2 separate regions of the Zea mays genome follow, and region 2 is linked to region 1. Evidence: chromatin contacts called from public Hi-C data. All regions are on one chromosome and are shown on one strand. Each heading gives the region's core, a stretch centred on a gene start, on an enhancer-like site or on the middle of the called end of the contact. The rest is flanking DNA. Distances are from core to core; before and after follow the strand shown. Region 1 holds the start of LOC100194330 (putative protein kinase superfamily protein). Region 2 holds the start of LOC103651447 (CASP-like protein 4U1).

The links. Hi-C and Micro-C count contacts between places; a contact is called where the count stands out from the background.
Region 2: a contact with region 1 is called in a Hi-C map of endosperm, with 2.5 times the contacts expected there. The contact joins the promoter of LOC103651447 here to the promoter of LOC100194330 in region 1. A contact is called at or near these places in 7 of 25 Hi-C or Micro-C datasets (bundle sheath, ear, endosperm and 1 more).

What each region holds. Positions count from the first base shown.
Region 1 is chr3:220,746,876-220,753,597 of Zm-B73-REFERENCE-NAM-5.0, forward strand. It overlaps LOC100194330 (putative protein kinase superfamily protein), which reads right to left and starts at 2,692. Exons shown (of 6, transcript NM_001359458.1): 1 at 2,056-2,692. The coding sequence starts at 2,365.
Region 2 is chr3:220,887,614-220,894,468 of Zm-B73-REFERENCE-NAM-5.0, forward strand. It overlaps LOC103651447 (CASP-like protein 4U1), which reads left to right and starts at 3,931. Exons shown (of 3, transcript XM_008677075.4): 1 at 3,931-5,090; 2 at 6,130-6,265; 3 at 6,374-6,854. The coding sequence starts at 4,126. The coding sequence ends at 6,562.

The DNA.
Region 1 (6,722 bases), core at 1,442-3,941:
TAGCACATTCTTGACGAATAGGATGCACTTTGTTGCGCATGGCAAACAATAATTTGTAAAGGGTCAAACTTACCATCCTTTTATGCATGGTGTCTAAAATGGAACAATGAGACACCTAATATTCTAGCATGAGCATGAAGCACACACGGAAGTAAAGCGTGACAGCTGATAGGAGGTACTTTATGGAGGACAGTGAGGAAACTGGAACCATCACACAGCCAAAGTAACGAATAATTGAAAAGCACTTATGGATGCCTAGGACACATTTGATATAACATTCTAATCCAATTTTAAGAATATAAGTGAATAAATTGGATGGTGGGCCAAACATATTGAGAGGGCAGCATGCAAAGGGAGATAAAGTTCTGGACATACAAATTGCTTCTGCTTTTTCAGAGCATCTCCAACCATGGGTCCTAAATAGGAGTCCTAAAAATTAAAATGAGACCTGTTTTGAAGAGTTTAGGGCCTAATTAACATTTCTAACTCCAACAGCAGGCCCTATAACGAGCCCTTTACTGTTTTTTTTGTTGCCCGCTAAAATATTTACCGCCACTTTTTCTTTACCGGTTAAAATCTGCCGCCAAAGGATGCCCCGCAGTTTCCCTGATCACAATCAGAATTAACAACAGTCATGTATTAATACCTGTAATCAGGCATCACCGTCGAGGGATCAGCGCTGCCCACAGTAGATCGATGTACAGATGCCGATGGTGTGCTCTGTCGACTATCGAAGGTGCCAGGTTCTACTCTCCCTATCGCATCTAGGGCAGCAAGCAAGGAGGTACGGCGGCGCTGCTGTGGTTGCGGCGGCGCAGTTGAGGGGGATTTGGAGCTGCGGCGGCGCTGTTTGGGGTGTGGCGCCCCTTGGTCGACGGGATCCATGCGGGCGGCGGCTTCAGGCGAGGAGACGACCAGGCGGTGGCTTGGGGGAGGCGGCCAGGCGGGGGGATTCTGGGGGAGACAGCCAGCGGCTTCAGGCGAGGAGACGACCAAGCGGTGGCTTGGGGAGGCGGCCAGGCGGGTGGATTCTGGGGGAGACGGCCAGGCGGTGGCTTGGGGGCGGCGGCTTCAGGCGAGTCGCAGCAGGAAGCGGAAGAGCATGGAATCGGTTGGGTTCAGAAGAAAAAAAAGAAAGATAGGGCCCCACTCCGTGGGTACTATATCTAGGACCCAAACACCGAGTCTTAAATCTAATTGACAAAATTTAGTGAAATAGGACTCCTGTTGGAAGCTTTTTTTTCCTCTTAAGTCCTATATTTCAATTTAAGACCCAGTTTAGGACCTGTGTTGGAGATGCTCTCATGAGTCATGTGATTTTGCTTTAGCGGGACAATGCCAAAATGTTAATTTAAACTTCTGGCTGCAAATTTCAGTGTATTTATTATCTTTTTTTTTTTGAAACATTGACCCGGTTCAGATGCTTTCCAATTTCCCTGGTCCCCTGAAAAGTGCAACATCAATCGCATGTTGCGACTTTTTGCCTAAATCGCCAGCTTTATTCTTTAACCTCCTTACTTCTAGTGGCTCATCATAAGATGAACACATGAATCATGCCTACGAAAAACTTTAACTGTTGGTTGGCTCGAATCACATGAGCGGTTACATACCAAAAAGCTGTAAGGGGACTTATCTAACAGAAGTCACGGAATACACCAAGGAGCCGAGAAAAAGCAGAGGTGTCAACTTTAGCAAATTGCCGGCAAGAAAAGGCACAGATGACACGACAGGCGAAAACAACTCGCCAAATAAACCATTTAGAACAACCACCTATAGCAAATGGCATTGCTATCTAACGATCAATTCTGCTCACCATTCTAAGCAGGGAACAGAAAATGAAGAATGAGTCACAGAGTCACAGTTTAGTATGGACTTGCGGAGAAATCGATCAGATTAGAAAACCAAATTCTAGCGCACGGCATGAAAAGCTAAAGATAACTAGCGTGGCAATGTCGTCGAACAGTTCATGGGCAATGAAAATTGGCTCGTCATCGCTATTGCACGCGTAAGCTTCAGCTGTACAAAAAGTAAGTAGTGTGGGTGCTTGAACGATACCAGCGACGTCCTGGCCGTCGTAGACGCCGCGGTGGACGGTGCCAAAGGTGCCGCGCGCGATGACGCCCTTGATGATGAGCTTGGTAGGGTCGATCTCCCAGTCCTCACGGCACCGCTGCAGTGGCGTCAGCTCCTCCGGACCCAGCTTGGCCGTTTCGCCGCGGCGGCTCCCTGTCCCAGAGACTGGGCCAACTACCCGCTCCGCGGGATGTCCGAGGTGGCGCTCGAGCTGCTCGTCCAGGCTCTTGAGGTCGATCTGGTCCGCGCGCAAGAACCCAGCGTCGCCGCCCGCGCTGGTTGGCTGCCTCATGCTTGCAGTGGTTGTAGCCGGGAGCGCCGGGGAGGTGAGCGGCGGTGGCAACGGATGCTGTGGGGTTGAGCGGCGCGGGAGGTGTCACGTGGTTTGGCTGCTGCAGTGGTGGTGGCGGCGGCTACTGGGGAAGAAGATGAAGAGGTGGCGAGGCGGAGATGATTCCAGTTCGTGCGGGAGTCTCCATGTGAGCGCATGAGATAGTGGGTTGCCGAAGTAGGCACGGCCGCACGGGGTACGGGAGGGCAAGTGACGCCGGAGGCCAGACCCGGAGGTCAGGAGCCGAGGACTCGTGTTGCGGTTGTGGGTCCCACAAGGGGTTTCGTGTGAGCAACTGAGCACTTGGACCTAGCGCTGTTCGCCTGTGAACATGTCTGTGCACAGGACCCGTTCGTGTACAAATCGACAAATCCAATCCGGATCTTTCATTCAACAACTAAGGGCCGGTTCGTTTCCGAAGGAATGCACCAAGAATAGTTTTTGTTGATCAAATTGTATAAAAATTAGAGAAACAATCTGGGTAGGAATAATTCTGGTCTTCCATTCCGTGTCAATCGAACGGACCCTAACAGGTAACTAGGGATGAAAACGGTTTCGGAATTTTTCGGAATTTCAGAAACCGATTTCAAAATTTTTCGATCGAATTCATCGGTAACGGTATTTTTCGCAAACAGAATCGGTTTTCAGAATTTTCTATCGGAATCGGCGTGGTGTTTTACCGACCGTTTCCTCCGGTTACCGGTTTTTGTCGGAAATTACCGGATTTATGTCTCGAAATTTTCCGGAATTGTGTCTCAGATTTTTTTCGGAATTTTCCATCATGTGATTTTTTTCGCATTGTCTATACGTCTCTAGATAAGAATTACTTATTTTGTATTTTTTGGACGTCTTAAGATTTTTTTAGGGATAGATGGTGTTGGAAGGCAGTTGAGATTAACGATTTGGTCTCTTGAACGAATCCATCCTTTTCTATGCACATGTTATGTATTAGTAATACATAATGATAGAGAGCCGATAGTTCGTCTTTTCCACACACTGGATTTTAGGGTTTTCCTGTGAGGCTGTGAAGGAATAAATATTTCATGAGTAAACATGTCATGTCAGCTAAATCGAGTGGATATTGTGAATTGTGAACTTTGAGTCTGTGAACTTGTGATCTTTATGAACTTGTTATATTGTGAACTTGTTATATTGTGAACTTGTGATCTTTATAAACTTTTTATATTATAAATTTGTGATCCTTGTGAACTTGTTATATTGTGAACTTGTTATATCATGAATTGTGAACTTGTGGTCTTTGTGATCTTTTGTCAACTTTGTTGTATTGTGAAGTTTGATATGTTTACTGATCGTATTTTAGATTTCGACCATTACCGGTGTATTTTCAGTACCGAACTTTCGTTTCCGATGTTTTCGAAATACCGATATCGTTTCCGTTTCCGGAGTTACCGTTTTCGATTTTATTTCTGATAAAAAATATGAAAACAGTAATGGTTTATATATTTACCGACCGTTTTCATCCCTAAAGGTAACGTGTTTTATAAAAAAATCCTTCCACGCTTACCCGTGCTCAGCTGCACATTTGGAAAAAAACTCTGCACGCTCAACTATTGATTGTTAGATAAAATGTATAGGTTAGATTTGTGCACGAAGAGGATCTTATGTATATGATATGTTCTTATAGTCTTTCACTAGCTCAGTACCCGTGCGTTGCAACGGGATTATATAATAGTTCGATAACTTATATATACAAATGTGTGTTATATTGTTATGAGATGGAGGACGACATCCACGAGCCGTCCGGGATGACGTTGAAGAGAAACTCGGGCCTGTGACGCACGAGCACTCACCTAGTAGTGTATTATACAAGATTTAACAAGACAATTTAAAGGCAAAAATTCAAGAATGATCTTTCATAGACTACTGTAAATTCATGACTAAAAGCCCACTGTAATTGACTTGCTTGAAGAACACAATAATACTACTGTGAATATGTGATACAACTTAATCACAGTAGTAAAATTACATCTGATGTTGTATTTGGTAAAAAAAATTCAGAGTTCAGAGCCAACAACTAAACTCAGGTGTTACAAGGTACAACGAACCTTACTATTCAGATTATTAATATAAAAACTCAAGATAGGTGTAATCCTCAAACAATCATAAGCAATGTGTATAGGAATTTTAGGCATAATGGTGCCTACCACATGCTTTAGTATTCAGATTATTAACACAAACTCATGACATAATGACCAAAAAATATTAACACACAAACATGGACATAATGTTGTTTAGGAATTTCAGACATATATAGAGGTCAAATAGAGGAATTTTAGACAATGAACAATTATCATCATCAATAGGCTAGAGTTCAAATTCTTAATATATGAACTTGACATATAATAGTGCCTCTTGCAGTGTCGCCTTAGTTTAAAAGCAGTAATATGGCATAGAGAGGAGAGGAGAGGAGAGGAGAGAAGAGACGAGAGGAAATAAACAATATCTATTGCTTTCCATATAAACTCATAAAGTTATATATATTCCAATCCCATGGAGAGATGAGGGGAGGAGAGCTACAAAAACCAATCCTGTTCTGTTTCTCCTTTTAGGCCTAACCCTATGCAGCAGCATATTCATCCAAGAAACCAACAACCTGTAACATATCCCTTATTATCCTACCCATTACAAACTTGTCATTAAAATTAAATTCAGTACTGACTAATATTATCTCGATCAATCTTCAAGGACATCAAGCTCGATTTTGCTATGCTACAGAGAATGGTGCATGTGGACCCTTCTTCCTTATATGCATCAGGTGGTCTAAAGTTAGCTTTAACCTTTAGCCCACCTTACATTAGAGATTTGGACATCAAAAGAAAGCTAAAACATTCTAAAGCTTTTAGATCTCTATGTTTAGAAGAGGGAGGCAAACATGCCCTAGAATATTGGAGATCGCAGCTGCTGCTATCACCAAGTAACACACTAAGATATCAAAGACCACAACTGCTTCTATCACCGTTTAAATTACAGGATTCAGTAGTGGTGCTTTTGCTTCTACCTTAACAACTAAGATCTCAATCCATCTTAATTTGTCCAACCGAACTCTGAATGAAAAAAGGAATCACATTTCAGGAATGATTGACGAGTTAGCACAATGCAGGTTCAGAACCTTTGGTGATTTCCAAAATAAAGACTCACATGTATGTCTATAGCAATTTATACTTTTAAAAATGTATACTTATTGAGACCTGATAACCACATTTAGCTAGCTTATCAGGAGGGAGCATGGTAACTCATAATGCCTTGTAATTACTGAATACTGATGAACCAGTGGAGCCATACCTCATTGACATCCTCAAGTAGCTCTGACAAACAAATTAGGGGACATGACAAATAAATTAGGGGACACTACCTCTGCGTATCTGCACAAGGGCCCAAGAGAGGTGGGGCCCGGCCATAGGAACGGAGCTCTCAGCTCCCACACCGTGCACCAGTGAATGCGAGCAGCTGGTCTGACCTTCCAGTAATCCGATCTGCATGCAGTGTGATCCAGGATTCACGTGGATAAGGATGAAATCAAGAGAGCGCTAGCTAGGATCACACGCCAATAGCACAAGGAAGGAAGGAATGAGCGAGCGAACCTTGAGGAAAACATCGCCGACGGGCTTCTTTGTGTGGCTCTCCGTCGTTGGTCGCAACCCCCGCCACTGCCCTCACTCGTCGCACATCGCACTGTGGTCACGGTCGGGGCTGCCCTTCCGTCCGGTCGACTGGTCGAGCATGGGGCGATCAAGCAGGACTCGAGGAGGAGGTAGCGGATTTATGGCGATGGATCGGGGTAGCGGGGCCGAGTGTGGGTTGTTGGCTTGTTGCACCCGTGGGTGAAAGTCGCCTAGAGGGGGGTGAATAGGGCGAAACTGAAATTCTCAAAAATAATCACAACTACAAGTCGGGTTAGCGTTAGAAATATAATCGAGTCCGCGAGAGAGGGCGCAAAACAAATCGCAAGCGAATAATGAGTGTGACACGAGAATTTGTTTTACCGAGGTTCGGTTCTCGCAAACCTACTCCCCATTGAGGTGGTCACAAAGACCGGGTCTCTTTCAACCCTTTCCCTCTCTCAAACGGTCCCTCGGACCGAGTGAGCTTTTCTTCTCAATCACTTGGAACACAAAGTTCCCACAAGGACCACCACAAGATTGGTGTCTCTTGCCTCAATTACAAGTGAGTTTGATCGCAATGAAGAATCAAAGAAGGAAGAAAGCAATCCAAGCGCAAGAGCTCGAAAGAACACAAGCAAATCTCTCTCACTAATCACTAGGGCGTTGTGTGGAGTTTGGAGAGGATTTGATCACTT
Region 2 (6,855 bases), core at 2,681-5,180, 140 kb after region 1:
TGTCGCGCTTAGCGGGATCATTTAACCCCCGCACGTTCCAAGAAAAAATAGAACAGTTCGGATTCATAAGGTAAAAACATCCAGTCTACTAGAGACATTGAGCTGCCAGCTCACACAAATCAGCAAGAGACTCTGGTGAACCAAAATAACAGAAGCTGAGATACTAAGCTGCCAGCACTCATCAAACAGCAAGAGACGCTGCAGAACCAAAATAACAGAAGCTAGGGCCATAAAACAGTGGAATGTTGAGCTACGACACAGTTCAGCCCCAAACCATAAACCAAAAGGGCAGAGATACAAAGGCATGCCACGGAACAAAAGGCACTGCCTATAATCGCTAAAGCTAGCAGAGGTACAACCAAGAACGTATGGAACGGAGCTGCGCCGAGCGAGGCTATCCATCTGAGGATACATTGTTCACCAAAATCACCACCGACGTGCCCAGACCAGGGGCTCAGCTCTCTCCCACATCCACAGCCTTGAGGGCAGGTGTCACCTTTCTCCCTTTCTTTTTGTTCTTCGTTGTCTTCACAATATCTTGATTTATCAACTCCAAGATTGCCTCCATATGCTTCTTGGGAAGAGGTTTTGTGAAAAAACTTGCCACCTGTTCAAGTGAATCATCGAAATCAGCATGATTAGAAGAATTAGAGCGACCGACATTTTTTGCTGCCGAGTTGTTAAGCTTGGCCAGTAGGATTTCCTGGGCTTTGGATATTGCATCTCTGTTATTCCCGGACTTAAAACGATGTTTTGCAGCCAGCCTAACACTTGCCCTTTTAGTGGTGGATTGCTTCTGGAGTTTTAAAGTATGTCTTTTTGGTGGGGTCGGAATCAGAGGTGGCTCTGGCGGATGGGTAATCTCAGCAATGAAATTAAGCAGCTGTGGATGGGACCCTGTTCCCAGAGCAGGCGAAGCCCCTAAAGGAACCTGATAGCCGCTATCAGCAGGAACAGCCTAATCAGCAACAGACGCGGTGCAATCTGTATATTGATTAACAATCGCAAGGTGAGGCTCTAAACTCCCGGTCGGACCGTCAGTGCCAAGAATAACACTAGGGCAGGTCTCCAGGGCACTGTTTAAACAGTTTTGAAATGTAAACAATTCTGAATCCTTACTAAACTCAATCGGTTGGGCAGCTGGTGTGTTGGCTGGATTATTTGTGCACAGATTGAGAAGGTTGTCGCTAGTATCTTGATTAACGATCGCAGGAAGAGGCTCTAAACACCCGGCCGGACTGACAGCGCCCAGATCAACACCTGGGCAGACCCCCAGGGCGCTGTTTAAACAGTTTTGAAATGAAAACAATTCTGAATCCTCACTAAGCTCAATCGGTTGGGCAGCTGGTGTGTTGGCTGGAATATTCGTGCTCCTAATTAGCAGGTTGTCGCTAGAGGAATAAGGCAGCACACTGTCTAAACTATTGTGAATTGAGGTGAAAACATTAGCGAGCTTGACCGTATGTGGTACCTTGCGCGTAGAGGTAGAAGGTCCCAGCGATGAATTCATGTTAACAGCGCCCAACGAACCGGATTTGCCTCCACCATCTTTAGGTCTCCCTTGGCATTCCACCTGTGGCCAGACAGCAGTAACAATGGGGTCTGCAAAAGAGACTGTCCTAACCTTTGCCTTGGGTACCCAGCGGGATGACGGCGTCATCCCCCAGCCATGGCGACGAAATGGAGTCGATCGCCCATGCCTGTCATTGGAACTGTAGCAGTCATCCATACCCCCCCGGCATCGCGACGAACGCGCCCATCCAGACAGGCTGCGATGTCGGCGGTTACCGCTGCGTCTATCTCTCTGAAAATCCCCATTATCATCATCATGATCCCAGTCACGACGCACAGTCTCTCTTCCTCTGAAATCTTCAGCACGATCTCTTTTTTCGCCCACTGAGTCCGGGGCACCATAGCTCCAAACAAACTCCCTGCGCTGCTTGCGGTTAGACGGACCCCCCCTGGCTCCCCTCCCACTAGCTCCCCTCCCACTAAGGAAAGAGAGGTCCTCCACCACCTCTATGTGGTTGCGTAGAGTGTAGACATGACCAGGTTTCAGATCAGCAGGAGCATCGTGCTGAGCACCAACCAAAGTTAGAGGGGAGTTGACCGGAGGCAGCTCCCTGTCAGGCTCTAAAACAGTTAGCAAGACCTCTTTAGGGATGTCGCAAGGGTCAGAGCACCAAGCCCAGAGATCAAATGACCTGGTGCGCTCCCTACGCCTTGTGCGCTCTTGCACATAGTGAATTGCACAGCTCTTGCCCAAGGCCTTTGAAGCCACTTCTTCCCCCCAACAGTGTACCGGGATTCCTTCAACCCGGACTTTAACTCTAAATTCAAGGTTAGTCTTTCTAGCATAGCAATCCTCCGACCAATCCCCAAAATGGAAAATCCGGCCTCGAAACGAGACCGATCTCCTGTCCAGCGCCCACTGCTTCGACCTCGGGTCCGAGAAGACGATAAAGAATTGCTCAGGGAAATGCTTGACTAGTTGATACTGACCGTGGTGCAGGTTGAACTTTTCCCTCAGCATGTCCCCTGCGGAAAGAGTGTCCACCTCATGGCTGTTGCCGTCGAAGGAGCAGACGATGGCCTTGTCGATCAACTCATCTCTCCGACGACGAAAGGAACCGGTCGCCGAGACCGCACAGAAGGCACGCGCAGGCCTCCCCCTAGGATCTCCTGGGTAGCGCGCCTCCATACCGTGACCCTCCTGGACAGCTTGAAGGTAGGACTTCTTGAGGATTGGGTGCAGCTGACCGTGAGAAGACTCCTGGGAAGGGACCTGGTACTTATGGGGGATGCTGGGCATTGGCAGTAACTCCTGGTAGTTGGAACCCCTTGATGACTGCTTGGTTGGTTCAGTGTTGACGAGCGTAGCATTGAATGGTCCCTGGTATCCTTTTTGGCTGCAAGATCTCGCCCGGTGCCCGGATTTCAAACAGTGCCAACAGCGCGTAGGGGCCGAGCAGCGGAACGCGAGATGTGCAGATGAGAGGCAGTTGTAGCATTTACCCCTGAGCTTCAATTTGAAAAGTCTAGAGCCTTTCTTGTCCGATTGAAGGTTCCGTGGAGCACCACCAGGATCCTGCAAGATCTTGCGCCACCAATGCCGCGGCCGGACAACAGACCATCCCCCCTCGTTGACATTGGGAGCTGCAGGGGATGGCTGACTGCACACACGCGACGCGGCAGGGGCCCCTCTAGCACGGCGATGGGACAACACACAGCCAGAATCCAAAGCCCCCTCCGCCTTGTAGGGGAAATGGTAGCCCGGCGAGTAGACTGCCACACTGTCGGATGAATCAGACGCAGGGAGACGCGGCAATGAAGGCCGAGATTGCAGATCTTGAACGGGTCCAACAAACCAGTGCGGAACAGGATGCGGAGTATCTGGGAGGGGGAGATCTTGAACGCGTTTGGGAGGAACCACACCGCACAGAGGCCACGAGATTGGGGAGGCACTTACCGGATCTGGGCGAGGACAGGCCTGGGGGCAGGACCCCGAGCACGCCGCGCATGGAGGCTTCCCGAGACCGACGACAGGGGAAGCGCTCCCCCCGCCCGCGGAGGAAAGGGCCCCCCTCAACGGAGACTGGGGGTCGAGGACGACGGCAGCGCCATTCGCCATCGGAGACAGGGGTTGCATCTGCCGGTCGGGCGTAGTCGAACTCTACAATGTCAAAAGCAGCAATAGTTTGGATCTGTGCGTGTCACCTAGCTTCCAGGACGAGTCGAGCCCAGGATCAGGAACGAACCATGCAAAACGAACGCCTTTTTGCCGCCAAACCAAATCAATGAAAGCGGAATCATCGTGAATAATTCGTAAACGACTTTAGCCCTCTGATGACAAAAAAAAAAAAACTGTAACAGCCGCTGTGCTGCCACTGGGCTCTGCGCCTGCCACTGGGCTCTGCGTAGAGGCAGCAAAACAGGTGGGACGGAAGTTCCACAAAGCAAAGTGCGACGAGGGAAGGGAACTGAACGAAACGAAAGGAAAGAAGAGCATAAAACTGGGAAAGCTACACGTAACCTCCCATACGGCCATATACACACGGCAACTCCTCCCCTCCCCGATCCCTTTCTCCCTCCGCGCGCGGTATCGGCCCGTCCGTCACACACACCATGGCCTCCACACCGCGGACGCCCGCGCCAGACAGGTCGCCGCCGCCGCCGCTCGTCACACACACCATGCCGTCCACGCCGCGAACGCCGGTGTCGGACAGGTCGCCGCCGCCCGTCACGCACACCATGCCGTCGACACCGCGAACGCCGGCGCCGGACAGGTCGCCGCCGCCCGTGCCCACTCCTCCCCCGCCCCTGGAGACGCCTCCGCCGCCGTCTCCCTCGTCACAGCCGGGCGACGAGTACCACACGCCGCCGCCGTCTCTGGCCGACGGGTCGCCGCGGGAGGAGGCCAGCTTCCCCAGCGACGGGGCCCCCAAGAGCCCGCAGCTCTCGCCCATGCGCCTCGCCGCGCCACGCCTCCTGCCGCCGCCCAGCCCACCCACCCCCACCGCGCAGAACGGGCAAGGAGAAGAAGGGGGCGCGAAGGCCGCGGCGCGCGAGCCGCTCCGCCTGGCGACGGGCCTCGCCCGGTCGCCGTCTTCGCAGAGGTCGCTCGCCACCGCCACCAACTCCCTTTCTCCGTCGCCCTCGCCGACGCCTCCGTCGCCGCTGACTCCCGCGCCCGTGGTCGACACCAGCAGCAACAACAATAATAACAGGAGCGGCCAGAGCACGCCCAAGCGCGCAGAGACGAAGGTGCCGCTGCCGCTGCCGTCGCCGGCCGCCACGGCTGCGGTCGCGGTTCGCTTCGACCCAGTCGAGGAGGCCGTCACGTCGCCGCTGCACCTCGGCAAGGCGCGCCTCGACCAGCAGCAGGAGCAGCACGCGGCGGCGGCGGAGAACGCGGGATCATCCGTGCCCCCCGATGTGGCGGCCGTGGCCGCGGTCGGCGAGCGGAGGGAGCTGTCGGTGACGCTGCGCCTGGCCACGGCGGTGCTCAGCCTCGCGGCCTTCTCGGTCATTGCCAGCGCCCGGACGTCCGGATGGGCCGGCGACTACTACGCCCACCACCTGCAGTACAGGTCAGTGATCGCCACTTCGCCCCCACGCGTTTCGTCTCGGCTCCTTTTTTTTTACATATTTCCTTCGGACGTGGACGGGAGTTGTTACAAGCACATTCTAAAACAAAAGGAATTTGAAACGAAATTTGAAAAATAAATACATAAAAATCCATCTGAGGGTCATTGGCAGTTGCTCTGCATTCTATAGAGGGTCATTTGACACTAACACTATAGGTCAGTCCAGACACAACATAAAAAATCATGGCTGAGGACCCGGCCCGTCTAGCATAGAGCAAGTGTCTAACTCGGTACGGCTATAGTGTTGTGTCTAAGCCATCATCTCAACCCATAGTGCTGGTACGCGCACAACACGGTTATATTTTTTATTTTAAAATTAATCGTATATATATTTAGTGTATGAATTTAACATATAACACAACAAAACTGCATCACTTGTTAGATGGATGTGTTTAAGCCTCTTATATATATGGGTGCATGTTTGAGTCTCTAAATGACACATTTTTTGCTGAATTATACAATAAACTCACATGGAATAGTGTGCTACTGGGCCGGCCAAATACGGCTAGCAGGTCGACAGGCCGTGCCTGGGCGTTGCCGCGACACGTAGGTCCATCCGGCACAGTCCGATTCAATAGCCGAGCCTAGCGGGCCATGCCTAAAACAGGCCGGGCTATGCCCAACACGGACCGTGAGTCGAGTCGGCCCGTTTGGCTATCTCATTTTATAGATTCTCATCTACACTAAGACTTTGTTCGTTTGTCCAGAAATAGAACATAAATCATTCCAGCTGATCAAAACTTATATAAACTAGAGAAACAAACCGGCTAGAAATTGTTGCATGCCTCTATTCCGTAAGAAATGAACGACCTCCTAAATCGAGAAATGGTTAATGATTTTTCAATGCTCAATAACCATCTACCGAACATATATACTGGACAGACGACACGTTCGTAGCTTATCCATTCAGATTTTCTCTTCCTCCCACTTCATGGAGGCAAGTACAGCTACATTTTTTCTGTTCTTCACGAATGTATGGCAGGTACGCCGTCGCAGTGAACGTGATCGTCTGCGCCTACTCGATCGCGCAATCGTTCGGCGAAATCCGCCGCCTGATCTCACCCAGGTTTATATTCCGGAGCATGTCAAGCTACTACTGCAGCCTGTTCCTGGACCAGGCAAGTGCAGCGCATCTATATATTCCCCACCGAAACTGCTCGTGTCATGTGCAAGAACTGATCCGTTAGTGCTTCCACCCACGACGTCGACGTGGTGCCGCCCTGCAGGCTCTGGCGTACCTCCTCATGTCGGCGTCGTCGGCGGCCGCGTCGCGCAACGACCTGTGGGTGTCCAGGTTCGGCACGGACGCCTTCAACAGGAAGATCACCAGCGCCCTGTGGCTGTCCTTCATTGCGTTCCTGATGCTCGCTCTGAACGCGCTCATCTCCACGGCTAATCTCTTCAGCATGGTCTGACACGGCTGCCCTGACATTGTTGGGATCCAGTACTACTAGTTGTAAATTTTGGAGTAACTACAGCCACGGATTAGTCGGAGCACACGCTGTTCTTTTTAACTGGCGCATCAGGACCACACTTTTATGATTTTTGTTATCAGGGGCTAATATAATGTTTTTCTTTTGTTTATATATAGGATTTCTAAGCATCCCAAATGTTTTTTTTCTTGATCAGCCGTTAGGTACGATAAGATTATCAACAACTTCCTCTGTATTCTATTCTACTCATGTAAAGCACCGGTTTCGTTCGTCAT